Linked DNA regions of Gossypium hirsutum: region 1 is linked to region 2. The links are chromatin contacts, called in public Hi-C maps. All regions are on one chromosome and are shown on one strand. The core of a region is the stretch at or near the end of the contact, and the rest is flanking DNA. Distances in the headings are between cores, read along the strand shown. Region 1 holds the start of LOC107886636. Region 2 holds the start of LOC107886640.

Evidence for each region. Hi-C and Micro-C count contacts between places; a contact is called where the count stands out from the background.
Region 1: a Hi-C map of leaf shows a contact between it and region 2, with 1.8 times the contacts expected there. The contact joins the promoter of LOC107886636 here to the promoter of LOC107886640 in region 2. A contact is called at or near these places in 4 of 34 Hi-C or Micro-C datasets (callus, leaf and seedling).

Annotation. Positions count from the first base shown.
Region 1 is chrA03:102,421,216-102,424,531 of Gossypium_hirsutum_v2.1, forward strand. It overlaps LOC107886636, which reads right to left and starts at 1,874. Exons shown (of 4, transcript XM_016810666.2): 1 at 1,544-1,874; 2 at 854-1,086; 3 at 690-753; 4 at 1-266. The coding sequence starts at 1,032.
Region 2 is chrA03:102,186,726-102,189,781 of Gossypium_hirsutum_v2.1, forward strand. It overlaps LOC107886640, which reads left to right and starts at 1,350. Exons shown (of 4, transcript XR_005917801.1): 1 at 1,350-1,971; 2 at 2,249-3,056.

The DNA of each region.
Region 1 (3,316 bases), core at 624-3,123, 240 kb after region 2:
TCGAGGCAATCAAACCCCTCCACTCTCACCGCTGGTTTGCTACCAAAATTCGCCCTAACATAGCTTCCTTTCCTCGATGACGACGAGGGAGAAGATGAGTACAAGCCCGATGAAGGTGGCACCGGTGACAATGGGCTCATATTCTTCTGCTCCCCAAATCGAGCATCCTGTATTAACGGGTTAGATACTCTGCTCGGCGGCGACCCACAAAAAAATGGGGGCGACAACGCTACTTGTGTACAACTTTGTTCCACTCCACATCCACCCTGTTCAGTTTCAAAACAAATAATCATATCATATACTTTTTTAACTTAAAAAACGAGAGACATGTTTTAAATTTTAAGTTTTTAATTTCACAAAATATTAAAATTCCACCATGAATAAAATAATAATCCTTTTTTTAAATATGAAACAACATACTAAAACAAGGAACTTAATGAACCCAAATTCTACTTTTCTATATACTCAATTCCACAATAGTTTTTCTCGTACACGAAACAAGGGTTAAATTTTTAAATGAACCGCACGGAAATGTCGCATTGTTTATGGGACCAAAAATAGGTTTTCTTATTTTATAATTTATAGAATAATTTATTGTGCCTTAAAACAAAACCATTTAGAAATAGCAACTTGTAAATATGTTTTAATTCTTTTTAAAAAAATAAATAAATTATGAGAACGAAGTATACCTTTGTAAGAATAAAATCCAAAGCATCACTCTCCTCTTTTGAATCACAAAGCTCCACTTGATGGCTGAAAAACGTAGAACAAACTACTATTTCTTAGATCTATTTATTAAAAAACAAATATAAGGGAGAGATAATTGAAGGGCATAGAAAGAATAGAAAATTACCTGAGTTGCCATCTCAGGGATCTAACAGGGTGGTCGTTGAAGGGGGTGTTTAAAAGACCCAAACGACGTGGTTTCGGGCAGACCATGGTATCTTTCCGATCCGTAACCGTAACCGAAACGGAGCTCCGCATCTCGTCAGAGCAGCTTCCAATTTCGCTTTGTTGGATCCCACACTGCATCTTTGTTCCTCTGGCGCTTTTCTTTTTCTTTCCTAATATTAACAATTAATTCCCCTATTTAACATAAAGAGATGCTTAATTAAACAGTCTTGAAGTATAAAACAAAAATTACTGTATTGAAATTCCACAACTATTTTAGAAAAGTTCTAAAGCAACAGATCTACTCAAACAAAAATTAAATAGATCTGGTTTAAATAAAAGGCGATTTTTTTTTAAAAAAAAGTGCGTATTTGATTTCCTTACAGATCTACCAAGCTTAGACCAGTTATGTAAAAAAGAAAAAAAAAGCTCTAATTTTCTAAAATTAGATTTAGCTACTTATATGGTTCAGATCGAGGAAGAAATAAAGGAAATCTTAACAAAGGCGTTGTTTGAAGAGCTGAAAAATGGTGAAATTAAAAAAAAAAGAGCCGTCGCTTCTAAAGAAAACAAAATCTGAGGCGAAGAGAAGAGCTGATAGAAAGAAAGCAAGCATGAAAGATAGAAAGAAAGAAAGAGAGGAGAGTAATACCTTAACTTTAAACTGTACAGGTAATTTGAGAAACTCTTGGAGTAGGAGGTAAATATAAACCGAGCACCATAGAAAAAAAATATGAAAATGAAAGAAAAAAAGAAAAAAGAAACGGAGTCGAGAAAATAGGCGACAGAAGAAAGGAGGATGGTAAAGGAGAGGACCCGTGTGATTTATTGGAGAGAGAGAGAAGGGGGAAGGTGTGGGGAAGAGACAAGAGAATCACCAAAAATTGAAGAAATATAATAAAAAGAAAAGTCGTATTGCAATTGGGCAACATCACAGCTTTTATCTTTTTTCATTGGCAACATCACAGCTATGAAAAGAAAGAGAGAGAATATAAAAATATATTTATTAGATTATATGGGTTATAACTTGGTAAAACAATTGGGAAGAGAAAGTGAAAGCGTGTTCGGCTAAGATGGCAAGAAAGTTTGTGTAATTAGACGCGTTTTTTCTTAACGGTAAAATATAACGACTTTTTTACTATTGCCACACTAAATGATAAAAGAATTTAAAATCTTAATGGTAATTTTTTTAACTTATAAATACTCCTAAATTTTATTTTTTTCATTTACATCTTTCTCTGAAACTCTCTCAAGTTTTTAATTCAATATTAATTTATATTTTTATTTAAAAATATTATTTTTTAAATAATATCGTATTTTATTTTTCGAAACCTTTTTTTGGATATCGACTTTTTATTTTAAAATGAAAATGGAGTCGCCACCAAATCTTTTTATTTAGGTGTGATTGGATCACTTTAAAACTTGGTCATAAAATATTAGATTTATTAAAACAATAATTTTCGGTCTAAAAAATCTAAGAAATGGGTTTGGGAGTCGGTTATGTATGAGGAAGGGTTAGCACCCTCATAACGCCCAAAATTGGTACTTAGTTGATTACTTAATGTCTTGATGTCAAAAATTAAAAATTCAAAGAGAATTTATAATACGATCCCTCTTTGCATGATGTTATTTGATTAAAATATCGTTAACTAAATTAAATTTTGTGGAAAAAAAGGTTTTATTTTAAGTTAATCGAGAAGAAAAGATCACACCCTGTAAGTTAGGGCACAATGTCTCGAATCCTCGACAACAAGAATAATCGCCATTTGATTATTACTGAAATCCTATGTGTTTCCATTTTAGATAAGATGTAACATCCCTAACCCGTATCCATCGCCGGAATAGGGTTACGGAGCATTATCAAACTTCTTACTTAAACAAACATACATTTCATTTCACATACATTTTTCATAACCAAATAAAAGTCATTCATAATCAATCATGTTGTCCCTAATATGAGCCCTCGTGGCCTAAAATAAACATTACAAGTAGCTAGGGACTAAACCAATAACTTAGGGAAATTTTGGAAAAATATAGAAAATTTTCAAAATACAGGGGATACTGCCCGTGTGGCGTCCGTGTCATAGGCCACGTGGACATTCGAAATAGGATCATATGGCTGTGTCCCAACCTGTGTCTTACCTCGTGTAACTCACTAACTTGGGTTACACGGCCAACCATATGCCCGTGTGACTAGCTTGTGTACTTATGTCTTTGCTCGCGTGGACAAAAATAGGCTATGTTTTAAGCCATATTTCTCACCCAAAATGTTGTCAGCCTAGATTCAACAATGCACAAACAACCAATGCATAAATAGGCACTTATAACCAACCAATTTCAGCCCAAAATCATATACTACCAATACCAACAACCAAAATGCTCTTAAGCATCCCAAATAGCCATTCAAATTCATACCAAATTCATA
Region 2 (3,056 bases), core at 100-2,599:
AAGTCACAATTAACAAATCCAACAATTATGTATAACTATTCTAAGTAAAATGTGACCAAATTCTTAATCATGGATGATGAACAATCAATACAAAAATAATATACAACAATAATTAACATAGCACACTATAAAACGACCCACCAAATACGTACAAAATAAAATGGAATTAGAAATCAATATATAGTATAAGACATTTTCAAAATAATGATGAATTAATTAACACATAACATAAGTTGACAAGTTGGTATGAAAGCTAGGGATATATAATTATTTGAAATAAATATTGTAGAATAAAACATTTGAATCAAATAATATGCAAAATATTTCAAACACAAATTTTAAAAATTGACAATATGCATGGTTGCTTAAATAACATATAAAATATAAAAGAAAATAAAACACATGATAGGATATAATGTACATAACAAATTCATAAAACATGTATATATATATAAATTTGAAAATAATTATTTAAAAAAAATAGCATGAAAAAAAAATTAAGTAAATATATAAATTATACATGTAACAAATTTTAGAAAATATAATCATATACACAAAAAGATAAAAAAAAATTATATTTACAAAATACATAAATTTAGTGATGTATATTTATAAAACTATATTTATAAAGGGAATTTTAAAACAAATAATATATAACATAATTTTATATGTAACAAATTGGTTTGGATTGATGGCACATATAAATAATACATATATAAGGATAATAAAATATGAGAGTGTATACAATAAATAAATGGTATGGCTTAAAATATAGTTCTTAAAAGAAACACATTATACGTATGAATAATTTTAAAGAAAATATATATATAAAAGAAATATTAATATGAAATCAATAACATAGACTATAGTAAAATAATTTAATATGGGTTATATACATGTGAAGAAATTTTAGAAATAATTGGATATTAAAATAACATAGAATAAAAATATGAATTATAAAATTAACTTAATTTTATCATAAACTATACATTGAAAAAAACTAAAAAAACAATTTGATACAAATTTACTAAAAAGTTATATGTATAAAAATAACATGGCTTATATAATGTATGTAGGTTAAATATAAATATTAAATATATGCTTAATGATAACTTAAATGACACATAAAATAAATAAATTTTAAGAAATATAAACATTAAAATATGTAAATAAATTCAAAAGAAATTACCAAAATAACATAAAATTAATAGCGTACATAAACCAAAATGAACTTTATTGCGAATAATATACAAATTATCAAAATGATAGAATAACAGAACCGAAATCAGATTAAATATCCAAACATATAATCAGCATGTAATAGAGAGCAATATGCAGCGACTAAAAAAATAAAAAGCTTAATTAAAACAAAATTAAAACGAAAGGGTCAATTTACAAATAAAATAATCACAAATAGGATTAACGTATAATGCGCGCGAACGTATAGGGACTAGAATTGAGAATAGTCCAGGCCCCAAGATGTAGTGCTGCAGCGCAGACCCGATTGCAAAAAGGCGCAAGTTTTAGGAGAAAATTAAAAAAAAACAGGTGAGATGCAAACAGGGACTAATTGGAACACGGCACAAAAGGGGAAGGACCTGCTGAATAAATAACCCATTTTAAGCGCAAAAGCGCTGATCCGAGTCTTTGGATGGGTTGACACGCGGGTTACTCCTTCCTAAAGCGGTGCCGTTTCATTGTTTGCCCAAAATTAAAAGGAAATTGAATGGCAATTAGCCATTCCTTCCAAACGCAAGCCAAACACCCAATTGTTTAGGGTTTCGACTCAGCAGCCTTCAATTTCTAAGGCCATTTCATCACTCGTTCACCATTAAAATTGGTGAGGGGTATGGAAGTAGCCTTTATTTCCATCAGAATCAACACTCAAAGACCATTCTCACTTGCATATCCACATTTCTAGCCCCGATTTCGACGGAGAAGACAAGGGATCTAACTGATGCATTCGTGAAGGTAACTTTCTCGTTCTTTTTTTTAAAAAAAAAACTACAAAGAAACAAGATATATGTACAAAAGGAAAAAAAAATGAAGACGGAATATAAAAAATTTTAAATCACCTTCTGATTCTTTGATTCTTGGAATTAGATTTGCGTAGTGCGCGTAAAAAATCAAGGAGTACAAGTGCAGCTTTTTATAGCCTGAATTTACAAAGAAAAATAAAATTATATTTTCTCGCTATCATTTTGCTGTATTCTTTAGCCCACTTTTCTTCTCGTATATTCCTTTGCAGGTTCTACGGATGCAAAGCTGTACAGGGAAAAGGCCGTGGAGGAAGTGCGTGGGAACCACTCATAGGAGCCCCGTTCTGCTGCTACTCTCGTGTATTCCAGAAACTTCTGGCCTGGGCTCTATCGGTTTACCTCGAATGGCCAAGAAGAAGGGCTACTGCTGCGGCATTGATCAATTAGTCTTAGATTGGGCCTTTTCCGGGTTATTTTTGGTCTCAACTTTGGGGCCCAAAATTTTGCAAATGGATTTGGATTTAATTTAGGCCCAAAGTTTTGTACAGAGATTAGATTTGTGTTTTAATATTTGGGCTAACTATAAATAAACTTTGGACCTATAATCTGTGGACTTTTATTGGTTTTTATTTTAATTTATTTATTTTCTGTAAATAAAATCGGCCCGGGCAAAATGGGTTAACTACAGTTACCTTCTGAGTATTCTTTCTTATCTGAGGCCGAACGGACGGTGGTTCTTCTTGACGGACTCTCCTCTGAGTATGAGGCTATTGTTTCTTCGGCGTCACTCTCTCCGATCTCGTTACCCTTCCAACGACTTGTTGATGCTTTGCTTGAGTGTGAAGCTCATCAACGTCGGACCGATCACGATGTGTTGGTGGCTGCGAATACTGTGGAAGGGCTTCCGCTTCAGTTGGTTGATCAGTCGACGGATGGTTCGTTTCGAGGAGGACGGTCCTCTGTTCATGGTCGTGGTCGTTCCTTTCATCCGTGCATCCAATGTCAAATTTGTAGTCGCTATGGCCACCTTGCCCGGCGTTGTTACTATAGATACTATCGTGACGAGCAATCCTCACT